Linked DNA regions of Nothobranchius furzeri: region 1 is linked to region 2. The links are chromatin contacts, called in public Micro-C maps. All regions are on one chromosome and are shown on one strand. The core of a region is the stretch at or near the end of the contact, and the rest is flanking DNA. Distances in the headings are between cores, read along the strand shown.

Region 1 (4,664 bases), core at 1,553-4,052, 190 kb before region 2:
GTGGAGGAGTTTAAGTATCTTAAGGTCTTGTTCACAAGTGAGGGAAAGATGGAGCGTGAGATTGATAGGCAGTTTGGTGCAGCGATGTGGACGTTGTACTGGTCTGTTTTGATGAAGAGAGAGCCAGTCGATCTACGTTCCAAACCTCACCTACTGTCATGAGCTCTGGGTAGTGTCTGAAAGAACGAGATCGCGGATACAAGTGGCAGAAATAAGTTTTCTCCGTTGGGTGGCTGGGCTCTCCCTTAGAGATAGGGTGAGAAGCTCGGTCATCCGGGAGAGCCTCGGAGTAGACCCGCTGCTCCTCCACATCAAAAGAAGCCCATTGAAGTGGCTTGGGCATCTAGTTAGGATGCCTCCTGGATGCCTCTCTCCTGAGGTTTTCTTGGCACGTCTAACTGGGAGGCGACCTAAAGGAAGACCTAGGACACACACGAGGGACTATGTCTCTCAGCTGGCCAGGGAACACCTTGGGATTCCCCTGAAAGAGCTGGCCCATGTGGCTGAGGAGAGGAAACTCTGAGCATCTCTGCTTAGGCTGCTGCCCCCACAACCCAACCCCAGATAAGCAGATGATAATGGAGAAGCACTGCCATGCTACTGCAGTGCTTTCTATAATTAATGCTTCTCTGGTTTCTGGTCAGGTCCCTGCTTACTTTAAGAACTCTGTAATCCACCCGCTTCTTAAAAAACTGAGTCTCGACCCCTCTCTCCATAGCAGCTTCAGACCCATCTCTAAACATCCGTTCATCTCCAAGATCTTGAAAAAGGTTGTGGCTAAACAACTCACAGCTGCTCTTGATGAACATAACATCTATGATAGCTTCCAGTCAGGTTTTCGTAGAGCTCATTCTGCTGAAACAGCTCTTCTTAGGGTCTCTAATGACCTTCTGACTCACAGTGATGCAGAGGACTGTTCTGTTCTGGTCCTGCTGGACCTGACTGCAGCCTTTGACACTGTTGACCATCTCCTGCCATTGGAGAGGCTGAGAGACTGGGTAGGCCTATCAGGATCTGCTCTGGAGTGGTTCTCCTCTTATCTGTCTGAGCGCTCCTTTTCTGTGGCCGTCTCCAAGTTTAGGTCCTCCACAACCTCTCTTACCCATGGTGTCCCACAAGGTTCTGTGCTGGGACCTCTGCTCTTCCTCCTCTATCTGCTTTCTCTTCAGCACATCCTGAGCTCCTTTAAAGGAATCTTCAACCATCTTTATGCAGATGACATCCAACTGTACATCTCCTTTAAGCCCCATGAGATGTCTAAGCTGCAGCTGTTACACACCTGCTTAGACTCTATCAAAACCTGGATGGCTGGGAGCTTTCTTCAGCTGAATGAAGATAAGACTTAGATCCTCATCTGTGCCCCAGACAAGCTGGTTCCCAAAGTCAGAGACTCTCTTGGTCAGCTTGCTTCTCACACCAAACCTTCTGTCAGGAATCTTGGTGTGACCTTTGACCCAGCTCTCACCCTGGATTCTCATGTCAGTTCTCTTGTTCGCTCTTCCTTCTTCCATCTCAGGAACATTGCTACGCTGAGTCCCATTCTATCTCGCTCTGAACTTGAGACAGTTCTCCACACCTTCATCTCCTCACGCTTAGACTACTGTAACTCTCTTTTCACGTGTCTGAGCAGAACCTCCCTGAACCGTCTACAGGTGGTTCAGAATGCCTGTGCTCGGCTTCTGACCAAGTCCTCCAAACACACAAACATCACCCCGCTTCTCCTCTAGCTTCACTGGCTGCCAGTCAACTTCAGGGTTCATTTCAAGATCCTGGTTCTGGTCTATAGGGCCTTACATGGACAAGCACCATCTTACATTGGTGATCTTCTTAGTCCCTACACCCCCAGCAGGTCCCTGAGGTCCAGTGATCAAAGCCTACTGGTTGTGCAGCACCAGGCTAAAGACCAAAGGCGACAGATCATTTGCTGCTGTGGCCCCCAGACTCTGGAACTCTCTCCCCCTGAGCCTGAGATCAGTGGACTCAGTGAACTCCTTCAAAAAGCAGCTGAAGACTCACTTGTTCAAGCTGGCTTTTGTATGACCTTCACCACTCTCTCTTTATTCTGCTCTCCCCACCTATTCCACCTTCCTCAGGATCCACTGATTTCCCTCTTTCCTATTCACTCTCTCTTTCTTTACATTTTTTCTTTTAAATCCCAATTGTCTATTTTTGCTCATTTAAATATATTTTTAAACATTTTCTAAATGCTTTTTATATTTTTACATTTTTTGTTTTTGTGAAGCGCCTCGTGATTTTTATCTTGAGAGGCGCTATAGAATGATATTTTCTTCTTCTTCTTCTTCCATTATTTCAGTTTCTAAGGGTTGCCGTCTCATGTTTCTACAAACTGAGGTTGTAGGTCTACAACAGATAAGATATTAATTGTTTACAACTAGCCCTCTTTCTTTAGGAACTCTTGTTTATCTGTTTGCTTTGTGCAGATTTAAGAAAACTTTAGTTTAATAAAGTCAGCGTTTGTTTTTATCCCTTTCTACCAGCAGATGGTGCTGTGTGTTTATGTAGTTTTGATCAATCAGCTACAGTCACTTCTATAAAAACAGAAATTCACAGCAGCAGTCTCACACTAACACAAATTTAAGTATTTTTGTGACTCCAAAATCACAGACCACCTGTCACCTGTAGAATTATTAAAGCATCCATGATAGACGAGGTTGCTCTAGACCTAAATCAGCCTCTCTAGGAGCGCTTTTCATGTCTGATCACCTGTAAATGAGAGGGATGAAACAGCAAACTGAGCCTGTGTGTTGATCAGCTGTAGGAGGACTTGTTGATGCAAGCATCCCCACACACATCAGCCTCCATGACATCACAGCGTAAGGCCCACCTCCCACTTCCGCCCCCCCACATCCTCCTCACAGCCACGCAGGAGCTGACAGTGATGCTTGCATGCTCACATTAAAAAGCTTCCTGACGTCAGAGATGGAGCATGGCGGTCCAGATGATGGACTTGTGAAACAAATGCCAGGGATACGAGCAAAAAAAGAGTCAATTCCAGCTTTGTATTTAAGAAAAAAATACAAAATCTGTGAATGGATGATTAGGAAAGCATGTTAAAATTAGAGTTTAATAATTTAAAAAGCCTTTGAGAAATATTTGAATACTAAAACTAATGCTTTAACAGATTTTTGTCGTGACGCACACACACACACTGAGTTTTAGTTGTTTACATCTATTTCATTTTCATTTCACTTTATTTATAAAGCCCCTTCCGCAACCTTATCGGATGCCCAAGTTGCTGAACAATACGAGAAGATAATAAGAAACACACGTAAAAAACTGTAAAAAAAACATTAAACACAATAAGAAGACCACACTGCATGGTGGACAGTGAAGCCACGCTACATCTGCCGCTGGAAAGCCATAACATAAAAATACGTATTCAGACGACTTAAAAATCAGCAATGAGGGTGACTGGAGCACGGTTTAAGGCAGTTCATTCCACAGCCTCGGTGCCAACACTGAGAGTGCGCGATCCCCCCGTGACCTACACCGGGAACGCGGAACCACCAACAATTCCCCATCAGCTGAGCGGAGGGCTCTTGATGCTCCTGATGGAGATGCCTGTTCAAAAGTCACAATTTACATTCAAAAGGCTTTAGGGACATTCTGTGCTTCTTGTTCTTCTCGTGCAACAGATGAAAAATGAGCAGTTTTCTTTATTTAATTTGTCAAAATACGACTTGATCCAGTAAAATGGATTTTTCATCAACTCTAGAGATCACCTGATTCATGCCTGACAGAACTGTTCTGTCTTTGGTCTCTTCATTCGTCATTGCTGTCTGAACTGGAGCTTTTTCAGCTCCAGAACTGCTTATCCACCGTTTTCTCTGCACCATCCGTTTGTTTTCCAAATAAACTCTTGTTTGCTTGTTGACTGCAATGACCTTAACGTATGTCCAAGTTTATGTTAACAGGAAATTAGTCAAATCTGTTATTTTGACATTGATATTGTGACATCCAATAATGGTTTTCAACCAATAAAATAAGCTTAAGTGCTTTGCTTTTTTCAGAGGCAGTCCATTATCAACATTTCTCCTCCTTAGACAACATTTATTGCATTCTCACTGGTTTATGCTGTGAAATTCAACACTTTTGCTTGACTTACTTTGCAACGGAGCACCAAGTGCCACAAGGTTGAGGTGAATGAGGCTTGGCGCAAGCTAAATGAAGAAGAAATCCAAGCAGTCTTGAAAACCAAGGAGGTGGAGAGTGTGGGGTGGTGTCAACGAGAGAAGGCTCTGCTCATGACCCCGGAGTGAAAAATATGTGATTGCTGTGAGGAGCGAGGAAGACGTTCATCTTCTGTAAACAACCTGTAAACAAAAAGCGGGGGTGTTGTTGTGCAGAAGCAGCTAGTATGGGAATGTTACACATTGGTGGCATTGACCTGCTCTCCTCTGTAGAACCATGAGGACCATTCATGCTGTTAAGACTTCTTGTTTTCCTCCTACACAAAACGGTTAAGCCAGCGTTTTACCCCTATAGCCACACGTACACGGGCACTACAGGCTAGTTCAAAATACAGCAACAAATCCATAGTAAACAGAACCCTTTTCAACATGAAACAGTCTATCTTTAATGAGCCGTCCATCCTACATGTGTTGCAAATTTTTACAAAGACAAGCTTAGATGTATTTGAACTA
Region 2 (5,223 bases), core at 1,958-4,457:
CATTCTCCGGGGTGGTAGGGCTGGTCTCCCCGCTCCTCTTCCGCTTCCCTTCACCCGAGCCTCTGCCTGTGGACCCAGCGGATCGTTATGTGCACCTGCTCTGATCCTGGTTTCCTCGCGTCGCTGCCTCAGTACATCAACTTCCTGGTCCACGCCTGCGGGGCCTACACCTGCAGGATCTACGCCTGCAAGGTCTTCACCTGCAGGGTCTTCATCTGCAGGGTCTACGCCTGCAGGTCCTCCATGCGGCAGCCTCTTCAGAGTCCCGCTGCTGCAGCCTCTTCAGAGTTCCCGAGTCTACGTTTCCGAGTTCCCCGAGTCTACATTCCCGAGTCTACGTTCCAGAATTCCAAGTTCCAGAGTTCTACCTTCCCAAGTTCTAGAGTCCCACGTTCCCGAGTTCCAGAGTTTTCCCAGAGTCTCCAGAGTCCCTTTGTCTGCAGAGTGCCCCCTAGATCCCGAGTCTTCAGTGTTTCCCCGAGTTTCCTGAGTCTATGTCACAAGTCTCCAGTGTTCCTGTGTCTTCGTTCTGAGGCCCCTGTGCCTCCATGTTCTGGATCCCTGGTCCCCTGGTCTTCCGAGTTATGTGGGTCTTGTGGGCGTCTGGTATCTGCCCCTTGGGGGGGGGGGGGGGGGTATTGTCACGATCTGCTCCTACCTCCCTCTGACTCCTACTCTCTCCTGCCCCTGATCAGTTGTTTATTGGTCTCACCTGCCCCTTGTTAACCTGCCCATGTGTTCCCGATTGTTCCCCGTGTATTTATACCTCCCGTCTTCATGTGTCCCTCGTCGGATCATTGTAGTGTCTTGTTGATTCCTGCTGTACCCTCTGTTATTAAATCCATTTTTATGTTATCCGAGCCTGCATTCCTGCCTCCTGGTGAGCTGCACCACACATGGTCCGCCGCCACCCCCACCTCAACGTGACAGCAAGTGCGTAGGGTGTCCCGATTCTCAAGAGCGGAAGTTGACCACGCCCCCACTGTGCCCTTAATCTGCACTTCACCCAAGTCCGCAGCAATACGAACCTCTGGCAAGGGTATTACCCACAAGTCATTGCTGCAGGAGAAAATGCTCAAGTTACTTTTCTGATAATATGTATTTTCTAATGAAATTAGTTAATTTTAGGACGATTAGTTGATGCTCTAAACTTTTTAGAAAAAGCAGCAATAAATGTAAATTTATTTCAAATAACTGTTTGGCTGTTTGTTAATAAAGGTTTTTGGAAAAAGCAACCAGCATCCTAGCATGCGTTGCGATCGATGACGCAATGCTCCCTGTCTCAATTCTGCAATTATTTGCACACTTGTGTACTACGCACTTGAAAACTTACAGCGCACTTTCTCCAAGTGTACTTTGCTGAAGTCCCCAGGGCGCAGCGCAGTGCGATCATTGAGATTGGGCCTTAGAGTCATGATTCACGACAGCAACACGACTCTCTTACTGCTTCTATTTAGTCTCCATTGTTGATGTTTTACCTCCACAAAATACATAAACTTGAAGGAGTTCTGCCGTGTGGTGGAGTTGCTAATGCTAACAGTCAGCATCAACCAGCCAAGACGTTCTCTGCTGTTTCCTGGACGCTAATCCGACAACAGTCTTCCCCGTCATGAGCCAAGATGGGTGAGTCCACGAACGTTAATTTACAGCATGTTGTAGATCTGATTAGTTTTTCTTTTTTTGTGTTTCCTTGTCTATTGTCTATCTGCGGCTAATGCAGGAAATAGGGGTAGAAGACAATTTTTATGTTCAGCCTGCATGCACTCTGCATGCTCTAATTTTTAGAAAGAACATGAAAACATTTCTCATTGAACCCGATTCAAACAAAGGTCTCAGCTCTCTTTGTGTGCAAAATCTTTCCCAAACCACTGAATAGATTTTAATAAAACCTTCAGAAGGTAATCTTTAAGAGGCAGAACCGAGGCAGAGCTCTGTGAATAACTTGTGTGTAACGCATACTCTACAAAAACAACTGTGAGTTTAAAAATGTGCAGAAAGAATCCTGCTCAGTTTGGTTTGGTCGAACTTTGACTGCAGTGCACTGTGACACACATCAAACCTCTCCTCTGAGCCTAAGCACTCGGTTTGGAGATGGAGCTGCTGCACACTGGATTCTCCACATGGTTGGATCATGCCGATCTCATGTTCCCCTCGCTGCCACTCTTTCTTGTTTTCCTACTTCTAAGATTTGCTTGCATCAAATTTTTTAAGCATATGTTTCCAATGCTAAAGCTAACAGCATTACATAGCCTAGTTAACGAACCAGGCTCTCTGTGCTTGAAGCTTATAGTTTTGCACAAAACTCCACAGCAATCATGTGCACTGTTTTGGGTGTGCAGCATATTTTATGCACAAACATCATTTTTGATCCAACACTTTTGAATATGGTGAGCTTAGCAAACACAAAAGGGGCTTTTAACCATTCAGTTTTGAGCTGAAATTTGTCGTGTTAGTAGCTAAGAGTAATTTACAACAATTACTTGTAAAGCGGAGATTTAGCATTGTTTTATCATCAGAACAAGAATAAATACCATCATTTTTAAACAGGAAAAGTGAATGTTGTTACTGATCATTTCTCTGCATTTAAACAGGTGTCAAACTGTCTATTTGACTCATTCTGAGCAGCAGCAGTCTGATACTCCCCCCAGTGTCTGCAGACTTTTATAGCATTTTAGCAGACATTCATCCTCTGGTCCCCCAGGTGTCTCAGCAACTCAGACAGTGTAATCTCTGCAGGAAGACAGTTACTTACACTGATTCACATGTTTTTTGGCACTTTAATTAAATCAAATCTCTTTTGTGTTTTTATTTTTTTCATTTTAACATGTCAAAACTCTGAATTTAAACTTTCACACTCCTTCAGACTTGTGAGCTTTAGTGTAGGAAGGTCATCTGTCACGTTCTTCTGTCCCTTTAAATTTAAAGTTTCATTGTCCCGTAAAGCTCCTGCATCCTTCCCAGTTGCGCCGAAGTTTCCTCCCTCTGCACATCTAATCAGTCACACCCACTGCAGCCCGACGCTCCTTGTTTCCTCTCCAGATAGCAGCTGATCTCTGCAGCCACTCTGCCTCTCTGGGACAATGCTCCCTGAGCCCCCCCCCCCCCCCCCCCCCCCCCCAGTCAAATCGTCAACTAACTCTTTGTGATGTCTGAGTTGAATTGGAACATTTTGTCCCTCCAGCACCTTAGCCCCCTCCTTCTGTCTCTGTGTTTGGCTCCTCCCCTCCATGATGGGCTTTAGTGCCTCTCTAAGTCACAGCCGAGTTCAAAGAGAGGAAAACGCTGAATTCAAAGTTTTTCGGCAATGACGCTGTCAACAAAATCTCTGACATTATGTGCAATGTAACAGTGTGTGTGTGTGTGTGTGTGTGTGTGTGTGTGTGTGTGTGTGTGTGTGTGTGTGTGTGTGTGTGTGTGTGTGTGTGTGTGTGTGTGTGTGTGTGTGTGTGTGTGTGACGTGAATAAAGAAACAGACTAGTGGTGTGACATTAAACAGCCTCTCTTCTTTTTGCAGCAGCGGATTTCAAACTTCACAAACCAGAAGCCTCGGGCATTGTCTGGAAATCAACGCACTCACTGAATAAAGTCACTGAAAGGTTACAGATGTTGATTATGTTTGCTGAAAAGCTATATTTCCCATGACGTGCATATTATAGCTTGACCCCAGAAAGTGTGTTTGGTTTGTCTGTCAAGGATATAAACTAAAATGCAGGAGAAATTGTCCTTTCTGTGAGATTATATAGGTTTTCTTATGATAAATGTATGTTTTCCTTACTAATATATATATATATATATATATATATATATATATATATATATGTGTGTGTGTGTGTGTGTGTGTGTGTGTGTGTGTATACATATATATATACACACACACACACACACACACACACACACATATACATAGTAGTATAGATTAGGGGGTGGGACGCAATAAAAAAGTTATCCAATTAATCAAATTATTTGTAATTATTTAAATCTTGAAGAATCACATTTTACTCATTTAAGACAATTTTCCCCAAACCCTTTTTTTATTGCAAATAATGTCAGTGTGGCACAGATGACACACCCACACTTTACATGGCCTGTATTTGCATAGCACCTTCCCAGGGTTCTACAACCCCCCAAGGCACTTCACAGCACAATCAGCCATTTACCCATTCACACACACACATTCACCTGCTGGTAGGGATGAGCTATAATGTAGCCACGGCTGCCCTGGGGCGCATTGACAGAGGAAAGGCCTGCCGAACACAGACACCACCTGTCCCTCCGTCCACCACCTGCAGGCAAGGCGGGTTAAGTGTCTTGCCCAAGGACACAACAGCAGCATTCTCTGGTCGGAGCCAGGATCAAACCTGTGATTTTCCCATTACTGGACAACCCGCTCTACCTCCTGAGCTACTGCCGCCCCCCTGTAATGAGTATTTCTGTAATCACAAGGTCTATTTGATTACTTTGGTCTCATTATAAAGGTAACCATTGTTGGATTTGTTGGGCAGTTTAATTATACTGCACAAGTGTAAATGGACATGGAGCATTGTAAAAGTTGTGTACTTAACTGAACATTAGGTGGCAGCAGAGCTGCTAAAATATATAGAGGTGTAGTGTAGAGTTTGTAACGTGAGGAAATATGGGTTTTCCTAAGTTTATTCAAACCATCACTTTTCACTCAGACCCCTGTTTCTTCCTGAAGCAAAATCAGATGCACACAAGCATCCATCGCACCTCATATCAATCTCACAAATCACAACATTCTCAATCTTATAAGTTCACCAGAAGGTCTATTTGAGCAAGAACAGCATATAAACTGTTAAAAGATTGTCCCAAAAAGTTGCCAATGTGATTGTTATTTCCTGTTTGTCGATTTTCAAAATCATTAGTTTAATTTGAAGAATTAAAACTTTTAATCCTTCAAACTTGTTTCCTCATTGAACTGAAACACAGACACTCAGATATTATCGGCAGTTTATGGATGAAAACAACCTTTGAGTCTTCTGAACAATATAAAATTTGGTTATTGATTTATTAAAATTAATATTCCGAATTAATACGTAGCATGGTTTCTCTTTCATAAAAGAGCATAAATCCATAACGCTACAAGTTCAAGGGAAGTTCTGCTGAGAGTTACAAGATGAATGCTGCATGTATGCTTGCCCCTCCTGCTGTAATAAAGTTCAAATGGATGAAGTCACCGCCTTCCTGCTTTCTACCAACTAGAAA

What was found. Hi-C and Micro-C count contacts between places; a contact is called where the count stands out from the background.
Region 1: a contact with region 2 is called in a Micro-C map of tail fin, with 5 times the contacts expected there. The contact joins two enhancer-like sites. A contact is called at or near these places in 2 of 2 Hi-C or Micro-C datasets (skeletal muscle and tail fin).

Annotation. Positions count from the first base shown.
Region 1 is chr12:53,416,254-53,420,917 of NfurGRZ-RIMD1, reverse strand. No RefSeq gene overlaps it. Among protein-coding and RNA genes, the nearest start is that of spag9a, 61 kb to the left of the region's middle. Within about 2 kb of position 2,802, at least 2 of the 3 cell types and tissues checked have an H3K27ac peak or open chromatin away from gene starts, as enhancers often do. A contact at or near this core is called in tail fin, where this site is marked.
Region 2 is chr12:53,226,380-53,231,602 of NfurGRZ-RIMD1, reverse strand. No RefSeq gene overlaps it. Among protein-coding and RNA genes, the nearest start is that of LOC139062285, 9.9 kb to the left of the region's middle. Within about 2 kb of position 3,207, at least 2 of the 3 cell types and tissues checked have an H3K27ac peak or open chromatin away from gene starts, as enhancers often do. A contact at or near this core is called in tail fin, where this site is marked.